2 separate regions of the Sus scrofa genome follow, and region 1 is linked to region 2. Evidence: chromatin contacts called from public Hi-C data. All regions are on one chromosome and are shown on one strand. The core of a region is the stretch at or near the end of the contact, and the rest is flanking DNA. Distances in the headings are between cores, read along the strand shown. Region 1 holds the start of WDR41 (WD repeat-containing protein 41). Region 2 holds the start of ZBED3 (zinc finger BED domain-containing protein 3).

What was found. A called contact is a pair of places that touch in the nucleus more often than the background predicts.
Region 1: a Hi-C map of brain shows a contact between it and region 2, with 5 times the contacts expected there. The contact joins the promoter of WDR41 here to the promoter of ZBED3 in region 2. A contact is called at or near these places in 2 of 47 Hi-C or Micro-C datasets (brain and embryonic fibroblasts) and 1 of 2 datasets of contacts at active chromatin or transcription factors (skeletal muscle).

What each region holds. Positions count from the first base shown.
Region 1 is chr2:86,378,302-86,383,628 of Sscrofa11.1, reverse strand. It overlaps WDR41 (WD repeat-containing protein 41), which reads left to right and starts at 3,010. Exons shown (of 12, transcript XM_013994930.2): 1 at 3,010-3,349. The coding sequence starts at 3,299.
Region 2 is chr2:85,954,068-85,960,036 of Sscrofa11.1, reverse strand. ZBED3 (zinc finger BED domain-containing protein 3) reads left to right here and starts at 1,585. Exons shown (of 2, transcript XM_021084473.1): 1 at 1,585-2,724. The coding sequence starts at 2,720.

The DNA.
Region 1 (5,327 bases), core at 1,761-4,260, 420 kb before region 2:
CACAAAAAATGAAAATTACAGGCCAGTATCACTGATGAACATAGATGCATAAATCCTCAACAAAATACTAGCAAACTGAATCCAGCAATACATTAAAAAGATCATACACCATGATCAAGTGGAGTTTATCCCAGGGCTGCAAGGATTCTTCAATATATTCAAATCAGTCAGTGTGATACACAACATTAACAAACTGAAGAAAAAAAAATATGAGTATCACAATAGATGCAGAAAAAGCTTTTGACAAAATTTAATGCTCATTTATGATAAAAATATCAAGAAAATGGGTATAGAGGGAACCTACTTCAACATAATAAAAGTCATATATGTTAAGCTCACAGCTAACATCATTTTCAACCATGAAAAGCTGAAAGCTTTTCTGTTAAAATCAGGAAAAAAGACAAGGATGTCCACTTTTACCACTTTCATTCAACGTGGTTTTGGAAATTCTAGCCATGGAAATCAGAAAAGAAAAGAAATAAGAGGGATCCAAAATGAAAAAGAAGAAGTGAAACTGTCACTGTTGGCAGATGACATGATATTATACATAGAAAACCCTAGAGATGCTACCAGAAAACTACTAGAGCTCACCAATGAATTTGGTAAAGATGCAGGATACAAAATCAGTACACAGAAATCTCTTGCTTTCCTATAGGCTAATGACAAAAGATCAGAAAGAGAAATTAAGGAAACAATCTCATTTACCATCACATCAGAAAGAATAAAATATTGAGGAATAAACCTACCTAAACAGGCTAAAGACCTGTACTCTGAAAACTAAAAGATGCTGATGAAAGAAACTGAAGATGACACAAACAGACAGAATGATATATACCAAGCTCTTGGATGGGGAGAATTAGTATTGTCAAAATGACTCTACTACCAAAGGCAATCTATAGATTGAATGCATTCCTGTCAAATTACCAATGACATTCTTCACAGAACTAGAGCAAAAATCTTAAAATCTGATGGAAACACTGGAGGCCCCAAATCCTTAGAAAGAAAAACGAAACCGGAGGAATCAGGCCCCCTGACTTCAGACTATACTACAAAGCTACAGTCATCAAAACCGAATGGCACTGACACAAAAACAGAGATATAGATAAATGCAACAGGACAGAAAGCCCAGAAATTAACCCACGTACTTATCGCCAATTAATTATGGCAAAGGAGGTAAGAATATACAATGGGGAAAAGACAGTCTCTTCAAAAAGTGGTGCTGGGAAAACTGGACAGCTGCATGTAAAATAATGAAATTAGAACACTTTCTAACATCGTATAGAAAAATAAACTCAAAATGGATTAAAAACCTAAATGTAGGACTAAATATAACTCCATGAGGAAAACATAGGTAGAACTCTCTTTGATATAAATTGTAGGAATATTTTTTTGGATCTTTTTCCTAGAGTAATGGAGACAAAAGCAAAAATAAACAAATGGGACCTAATTAAACTTAAAAGCTTTTGTACAGCAAAGGAAAGCACAAATGAAACAAAAAGACAACCTACAGCCTGGGAGAAGATACTTGCAAATGATGTGACCAGTAAGAGATTAATTTCCAAAATATACCAACATCTTATGCAGTTCAATATTAAAAAAATCAAAAAAAGGGCAGAAAACCTAAATAGACATTTCTACAGATAAGACATACTGATGGCCAAAAAATGTACATGAAAGGATGCTCAAAAGCACTATTAGAGAAATACAAATCACAACTGTAATAGAATAGCCATCATCAAAAAGTCTACAAATAACAAATGCTGGAGAGGGTATGAACAAAAGGAAACCCTCCTACACTGTTGCTGGCAGTGCAAATTGGTGCAGCCACTATGGAGAACAGAATGGAAGTTCCTTAAAAAACTAAAAAGAGAGTTGCCATATGATCAAGCAATCCCACTCCTAGGCATACATCTGGAGAAAACTCATAACATGAAAGGATACAAAGCAGCACTATTGACGATAGCCAAGACATGGAAGCAACCTATATGTCCACTGACAGATGAATGGATAAATATGTGGTGCGCTTGTGCATGCACGCATGCACGTGCGTGCACACACACACGAATATTACCCAGCCATGAAAAAGAATGAAATCATGCCATTAGCAGCAACATGGATGGAACTACAGATTGACATATTGAGGGAAGTAAATCAGACAAAGACAAATACCATATGATTTCACATATATGTGGAGTCTAAAAAATGATACAAATGAACTTATTTACAAAACAGAGTCACAGACTTAGAAAACAAACCTATGGTAATCACAGGGGAAACGGGGAGGGAGGGATAAATTAGGAATTTGGGATTTTAATAGATACACACTGTTATATGTATAATAACCAACAAGGACCTACTGTATAGCACAGGGAACTATACTCCGTATCTTTTAACAACCTATAATGGAAGCAAATCTGAAAGGAATATATTACATATATGATTCACTTCACATCCAAAACATTGTAAATCAACTATATTTAAATTTTAAAAGTCCAAAAAGTAGAGGATATGAAGTATCTTCTTTAGAGCGATTATGTTAGACAATATAGCATACAGTCAAGAGTACTAGTTTTGGAGCTTGGAGATTGGATGCCAATCTCAATGTAGCTACTTTGTAGCTGTTAGCCGTAGACAAACTACCTAAGCTTTCAGAGCTTTAGTTTCTTTATAAAATAGGGCCTATAGAGATATTACGAGGATTTATATACACAGTACCTGTACTACCAGCACACAGTAAATATTGGACAGATTTATTCTGGTGTACACGTGCCACTGGATTAGTCCAGATGCAAGGCCTACTGAAGGACACCTTCTCCAGCCAGCTCTTTTTAGGAAACAGTGGGAAGAGGGGATGGCTTTCTAGTTTCCAAGTTTCAAAAGCCATCCCGAAAGTGAGGTGAGTATTTTTGGCATGCGCTTGATTGCCAGACTCCAGGTGCTTCGCTACGTGCGCCCACCAGGGGCCGCTGGAACTACCCAAACTCTTTGCGCAAATCTGTCGACGCGACGCGCTTGCTCCCTTGGTGCTGTGCGCGCCTCTGAACCTCCGCTGACGCTAAAGCTTTCGGCTGCTGTTCTCCCTTACCCAGCCCTCTGTGGCTGGGTACGGCAGCGCTCTGAGGACAAAAATCTTCCCTCCTCCGTGGGCTCTGCTTTGCGCTAGTTTCTTGGGCGAATGTGAGGCTGAAAGTATTAGGGTCTCCACTCAGCTGCTACAGAGAGGTAGGAGGAGCCTGCGCCTGGCGCGGAGTTCGGGCTAACTGGGGCCTGCGCCCGGCGAGACGCCGTCGTTGCCCGGATGTTGCGCTGGCTGATCGGGGGAGGCCGAGAACCTCAGGGACTGGCCGAGGTAAATCCCTGGGTGGACCTTTCCTGCCACCGCGGAGGCCGAGCTTGCCCGAGTGGTGGCTTTCTGCCTGACTGGCTCCTGGGCCTGGACAAAGGAGACCCGGGCGGAGGCGGGGCCTGCGGTTTCTGAAGCCGAAGAAGGCGGGCTCCGCAGTGGTGTGGGGGCTCTTTCCCTGATAGTTAAATTTATGTTCTGAGAGGTGAGGAAACAGAAACCGACAGTGGTTCAACAGCAGGCTCAAAGATGCTCACCTATTCTCCCCTACTTAAACCAGTCTCATTTCAAGTTGGAAAGTATTTTCGTAGAGGCTAGCAAGTGGTGACTGCAGATGTACACCTTGGTTTATTTGATAGGTGTCACTTCCCAACATCAGTAGATGCTTTCTCAGGGAATATGAAATTAATTTGATTACTTTTACAAAAACCAGAAAGATATAATTGTTTTTTAAATTAATAACTTGTTTCAAAGTAAAAAAAATTCTAATTAACTGCTGTTTTGGCTTCTGTAGTCACACTTTCTTCATGGGCCTGAATAATTGAAGACTATAATGAGATTTACATTTGGAATGTTGCGAATAAAGTAATTTTGGAGCTTGAAAAGTGTTGAGGTCTGGAATTTATTTCATATGCCACCCAAAAATAGAATTTATGTTGAATTTTCTTTTATCTTTCATATGAAATATTTGTTTTCATTGTTTAAAAAAAGACGGATTGTTGTAAGCAGCCTTACTTCTCCATTTTAACTTCCTCATATCTTTGCAGTTGAGGCTTATTGTTTATTTTTTAAGAAATATTCTCGTTTAAAATTACACTAACTTCAGATAGGCTTAAGTTCTAAAGATTTTGGAAGAATTGTGGAAAGTAGACTAGTCTGTATACTAGTTCTGTATTAAACTGATTATTTGATTAATCATAGAATTTGATTAGCTAATTCTGCAGTGCTTGGCATGTTTTCATTTGGGAGAAGTAGTATACAGTTTTCAGATTCCTTGTTTTTGCTTTTCTCATCAGAACCACCACTAGAAAGATGTGATAAATAAATTACTCTTTTGAGGGTGATTTTTTAAAAATTTATGATGTACATTTTACAATTGCTTTGAATTTGTACATTTTCAGAATCAATGATTTTTTTTCCCTAGTTACCCAAGAAATTTGTATCTGGCTTCTAGTTTAAGTAGTGTTTCTCTGCTGGGATGATTTTGCCACTTAGGGGACATTTGGTAATGTCCAGAGACATTTTTGATTGTCATGATTGGGGAGGGTTGGATTTCTATTGGCATTTAGTGTGTAGAAGGCAGGGATCATGCTGAGCATCCTACAATGGGCAGGACAGACCTTAGCAAAGTAATTACCTGGTCTAAAAGGTAAGTAGTATGGAGTTTGAGAACCTACAGTTCAGAGGTTAAGAATGCAAGTTTTATTATGAAACAGTACTGTATTTGATTATAGAAATGGGGTTGATGAGACCTATGTTACAAAACTATTGGATGAGTTATATGTCTCATGTGCTTTGCAGTGTCTGGCATATGAACTGACATCTCATATACCTCACTGCCACACGTAAATGTTAGCAATTATCTTTATCAGTATTATTGCTCAAAGTGGAATTTATTGAATTCATTGACTCTAAATGATTTCATTTCTTTTTTTATTCATTCAGCAAACATGTGTTGAGTACCTTTAATGGGCTAGGCATTGTTTTAATCTACATTATATTTTACTCCTTGGATTTGCAATTTTGTTTCTGCCAAGTTGTAATTGAGAAACACCCATTCTAAAATAGTGTGTTGCATTGGCCCATTAATTTTTTAGGTCAGGATTACTAAGGAATAATTTCCGTAAAACAAATTCACCCTTTAAGACATTTATTCTGTTTCAAAATACTAAAATTTATGATGTGGATTTGTGGTAAGAGAAATGTTCTATGTTAAATTGGCAGTTAATATTAGGGGAAATAAAACATAGTATTAGAACATAAT
Region 2 (5,969 bases), core at 336-2,835:
CTATGACACTGGACCTGAGAATGAATTTTATGCAGCTATGCCCTAGAGTCCCTCACTGAAGGCAGACGGCATAACCCCAAGGGAAAGCACATTAAAAGCACTAAGAAGAACAAGAAGGGAAAGAAGAGACATTACTACCAAGCTTACAGAAATAAAAAAAACGAATACTAAAAAAAAAAAATTTTTTTAAGTGGAGCACTATGCAAAACTGTACATCAACACATTGGATGACTTGGATAAAACAGACAAATTCCTAAAAAGATACAATCTGCCAAACTGTTTCAAGCAGGAACAGGGCAATCTGAATAGATCTATAACCAATGAAGACACTGCATTAGTAATCTGAAAAACTACCCATTAAAAAACAAAACAAAACTATAACCAATGAAGAGTTTGCATTAGTGAAAAACTAATGTTTTTCACAAAGTAATGTGAAAAACTATCCATAAAAAAAAAAAAATCTCAGGCCAAATTCCTTCCTTGTTGAATTCCACCAAGCCTTTAAAGGAGAATTAATACCAGTTATTCACAAACTCTCCCAAAAAAGAGAAGAGGAAGGAATACTCCCAACTCATTTTACAAGGCTATATTACTCTGAGGGCCAACCAGACAAAAACAACCCAGAAAAAGAAAACTACAGCCTCAAAGCACATACAGGAAGGACGTACCAAAAGAGAGTGATTCAAGTACACTGCTCTATAATTTCATGTCTTTAAGGCAATCCCCAAATAATTTTCTCAAACTGGGTTTTTGCCAAGGAGTAGACAGCAGATTTCAAGGCTAGATTCTTCTGGCAAGAATCTGAAGAGAAAACATCCTGCATTATCAGCTAAATACAGGTCCTTATACTTTGTCAACTTCCAGGGCTGGGGACAGAAATGAGATCCTCTTATTTATTTATTGTTAAATTCATGATTACAAGGGAACTGCTACTACCAAAACAAGGACTGAAGTGTGTTTTTCTTGCTGAAATTTGAACAACAAATGTGGGCCGAAGAAGAAGAGTTATAAGATATTTTAGGATATTTTCTAATTTGATTTAAATTTTAATTTAAAACTACAAGAAAGAGATTTCAGATTATAAAAAAAAGTTCAAGCATTGAATTAAACAGAGAAGAGACAGCATCTTTTTCTCTGGACTTGAAAAATAAATCCAAAACACATCTTGTGAGCATAATGAACATAATTCCAGGCGTCCAATACCCTTTTTAGGTTAAATGCTGCTACTTTTAAGAAGATGTGGCTGTTTTCAGTTTAGTTTAGCACTTGAAGGTTTCCTCTTATAACATTTTTCACTTTCTTCCTGGAGGTGCATTGGTCTTACTGTCTCACTGGAGTGCAATTTTCTTGAGGGCAGGCATGGCCTCGAATTAAGACTCTTACTCATGTTAAGGATAGTGCTTTGCCCACAAGCAGCACTAACTAGAACTAATGAAAACAATATATGTCTCATTACATGGTCAGTTTAAGGTCAAATGGATTAAGGTACTCAAAGTGATTAAAGACTCTTGCTAAAAGAACTGTCAGGTTCAATAAACTTTAAAACTCTGTTTATGAATTAAACCAAGAATAAGAGGTAGCTTTAATCTGATTCATTTACACTAGGTAATTTTCTTTTCATCAGATGTCCACAGCTGTAAGTATGGACATCTTTTGGGAGAGAAGAAAAGTAATAACCAATAATAGTTACTCTTCATACTTTCCTTTTTAAAAAGGGATTACACAGGCTCTGCCTGTTGTCATTTGACTGGCGAGGCTTCCTTCTAAGAGGAATAGACTTTCTGGCCTCGAAGACCGCTCTGTCATGGGACTTGCTCTGGTCAACAGAACCTGAGCAGAATTGAGGCATGCAGAATGAGGGCTGGTTTCAGTTTTAAGAGAAGCATATGCCAGTGGTTTATAAGAGCTGATTGTTACATTTCCGGAAACTTGGCAAGCCACTTGTTAAACTCTAAGTAGCTTGAAATTCTCCAGGGTGAGAGTATGTACATCATAGAAACGGCAAACACTACAAAACAGGACTCCTCTTCCCTCAAAAATGCTTGCAGCATACGACGAGGGAGTGTCCCTAAAAAGTTGATCTTGCAAGCTGCAGCTTGAAATCCAGGACAGCGGGTGAGTGGAGCCAAAGCTGCCTGCAGCTGTAAGATGTAATTTGCTTGAGAAATGAACCTTTGCTTTTAGAAATCACTGAGTTGTGCGGGTTGTTTGTTACCTCAGCATAACCCTTCAAAAGCTGGCTGATACACCATGCCAGTGTTGCTAAGTTTTAGTGAACACCAATGAACCCTACCTTTATCTCTCCAGACCTTGGTTCAGGAGATTTCTCCTAACTTGTGCCATCACACACCTTGAACCTGAAAGGATGCAAACTACACTCAGAGACTCAAGCCTGGGAATCTGGGTCTTGCAAGGTTAACAGAAAGATATAAAACAGTAATTCCATTAAAAAAAAATCACTAAGCTACTGCGTCATTTTTAAACCTTGGCAAACACAAGGCTGTGGCTTGTGGACCTGGATCGTTTGGGAGTGAGTGCCAGCCCTTTCAAGGGCAGGTCACATGTTACCGGCCCTCCTTCCCACCCCAGAAGCAGGAATGGAGCGCTGTGTCTTTAAGGGGGACACGGCGGAGGTTTCCGCACAGGACAAAATGTCTGCGAGGATCCTGGAGGGGATCGGCGATCCCAGACTCCCAGCCCACCTCCCGCTTCGGGGGTGATGGGGTGAGTGTGGGCTGCGAGAGACTCGAGGCGGCACGTGCCCACGGGGAGGCTGGGGGCTCCCGGAGGCCAGGTCGGGGTCGCGGCGGGATGGGGGCGGGAGGCTTCTCCGGGTCTGGGGGCAGCAAAGTAAGCCTGGGCTCGGGGGCCGCAGAAGCACGGGCTTGCTCGTGCACCGGGTGCCGGGGTGCCCTCCGCGGTGGCCAGATGGTGGTTCTTGTAGAAGATGCACTTGGACCCAGGTTTCAGGCCCCGTTCAGGTTCTTTCTGCATCTCGTTTTTTTCTCCTTCTCCACAGTCTCCCCGCAAAAAAGTTATTCAGGAATATCGAAAAGCGTGTGCTCGCCCTTTATTAAAGTTGCCTCATTGCAGCTAGTCCTTTTAACTGGGCCAGTGGTTGGGTGCCCTTTCTCTAATTGATACGTTCTTAATGTTTCCCACTTTAGGGAGAAACCAAATGCAAGCCAAATGCTCAAACAAAGACCCCTACTCCACCCTCAACCCACAGTGCTCAAACAAAGGACTGTCTGATCCTTTTGGAACACACTGGAGCAGTTTGCTATCATCTCTTACACTAACCAAAGGTCCCAAGTTTACCAAAGTTATTTTCCCCTCCTTGAAAGAAAGGAGGTTCTATGGGGAACCTCTAATCAAACTACAAAGATAGAGTGAGTGTTCAAGAGAAACTGTTGTAGAAATAGCTTAATAAATTGACATAATTAATCATTTTCTACACTTTTCATTAATGTAATTATATATTCTTTTGGGTCAAAAATAACTTGAGGCAACTAACAATAAAACATATACAGGAATACATGACAAAGCCAAGAGCCAAAACCAGGTAATTCCTTTTTTTTTTTTTTTTTTTTGTCTTTTTAGGGCCGCACCCCCAGCATATGGAGGTTCCCAGGCTAGGGGTCCAACCGGAGCTGTAGGTACTGGCCTACACCGCAGCCACAGCAATAGCAATGCCAAATCCAAGCTGCATCTGCGAACTACGCCACATTTCACCGGCAACGCCAGAGCCTCAACCCACTGACCAAGGCCAGGAATTGAACATGCGTCCTCATGGGTGCTAGTCAGATTCATTTCCACTGAGCCACAAGGGGAACTCCCCAAACCAGGTAATCCTTAATTAAAAAATCTTTGTGTTACAAAGGCCTTCAAAGTAGGGCAGCTTTAAATCTGATTCATTAATATGAATTCTATGCATTTTATAAGATTAAAATGGATCAACACCCTCCATTTTAGGAACATCTATACTAAATAAAGTAATGTAGGCCTGAAATAAAGGTCCAATGTAGGGCAGAATGCTTGCTTCACAATTTTCATTTTAAAAAATGCATTAACAGAAAGTATTTTTCAGCCTTTTAGTTAATGGTAGATATATCTAAAAATTTGGCCTATGACATTTACGGAACATCTCTGACTACCAGATAATTAGCTATGGGTCCAGTACATTTTTTATATCCGTATGTAACATTTTCCCACACTTGTTCACACTAAACGCTTTATCCCCTAACTGAGGTATCCATACTTTACAGTTTGGGAGCATTTGTACTTCATCTAAGGCTTCAGCCTGGTTAGCCTGGTGATTCCAGGCTAATTTTTCTAATTGTCTGGATCTGTCTATAAATAGATTAATACAAAGCAGTAAATTAGTATTTCAATAGAGATAGACACATAACGGATGAACTGTGGTTTCCTTAAGACCTCAGTTGTCAAAGCTAATTATTTGTTTTAATTATTATATTGTTTTGATTAAAGTTACTAGTGGATAAAAATATTTTTAGAGCTTTTCACACAAGTCTGCGTGGATTTCGCTTTAGAATGCATTTCTCACCTAAGATCCAGCCAGGCTCTACCTACCTGTATTTATGTTTATGACTCTGCTGGATTAATCCAAAATAAAGTGAGTAGCCTTGGCTGTGGAAGGCCAAATAGAGTTTTAGTTCATCTGTTATTTTCTCTTAATTACACTGCCTCGTTCTTTGGCCTTTGGCCTGCCTGATGTTTAGTGTGTGTACCAGGCTAAGTGTAAAATAATAAAATTAACTTTTGTAGATGGTTTCCATTGAGTGTATACACCCAACTTTACACGGATTATCCATCCAGGTTCTGATCTCTTCCTTTATTCTCTATATTGGTATTCAGGGAGACCATACCGAGCAATCTGGGCCTTAATGTTATTAGAAGAATAAAACTTCTTCAGAGAACTTCAAATGCGGAGGGAATTAATGGGAATGTCTTATCTTCCACCAGCTTAGACTTCCTATCATACCTTCCAGATAACGGCTATTAGAGCAAAACTCACCCTAGGAGAATTCAGAGGCCTCGGACCATCAATAGCCCTCTCTCCCCTTCCATGAAATAACTCTACTCTTTTTCCCCCAGCTTTTCCCCCTACAATTGGACTCCAGAAAGTTCCACTGTTAAATTAATTTCATGCTAGCAGTACTCTTATTTAGCCTCAAGAAATGTTATTTAAAATATGAGCTTGGAAGCCTAGTTTTACAACCAGAGAACTGGAACCTTCTTTATCAGAGTCAGCACTACTGGGGACGTGGTTTAGTGAATTCTGTACCCTGAGCAAAGTGGGGGAGGGAAAGGATGCTTAAGCAGGTGTGTCTTAAGCCCACCCCTCCCCTTCCTCTTGAGTAAACCCTGCTCTGACCTTTACCTTGGGTGTCAGAATTATTGCTTGAAGCAGCTCCCCTCACCATCCTCTTGGCATCCTGGGCGGCAAGCAGGGACATGGCCCTGAGTAGGTATACAAGGAGCACTTGAATGAAAAAGTGGAGGGGGCGCATGGACGTAAGCAAAATAATCACGTGCATTGGGCCCTTTCTGCTAGTTTAAAACTCGTTTAACAAAAAATTTAAGGGAGCTCTTATTTTTCATTTTCTTCTTTTTAGCTAACCATAGAAGTTAATCAATGTTTGGTTTTGCGGGGAGTGCTGGGTAGGGAAGAAATGCATATCCCAAGACTCCAGCTACCTAGTGGGCCTCCCTATCATCTTCTACCTGAGGGATGCTGAACAACCTATTCTGCCTGAAGATCAATTGAGGAAGTGAAAATAAATTTGATTGGGGGTGGGGAAGTTGATCTGTGATGCTCTTTTATTCAATTTTTGTATTTAAAAGAAAATCCCCAAGAGAATTCCTCCAACTTAAACTTGCTCTACTAAATAACAGAATGATTAAGAGAAAAACAGCACTGCCTTTTAGCCACTAAGATCTTCACATGG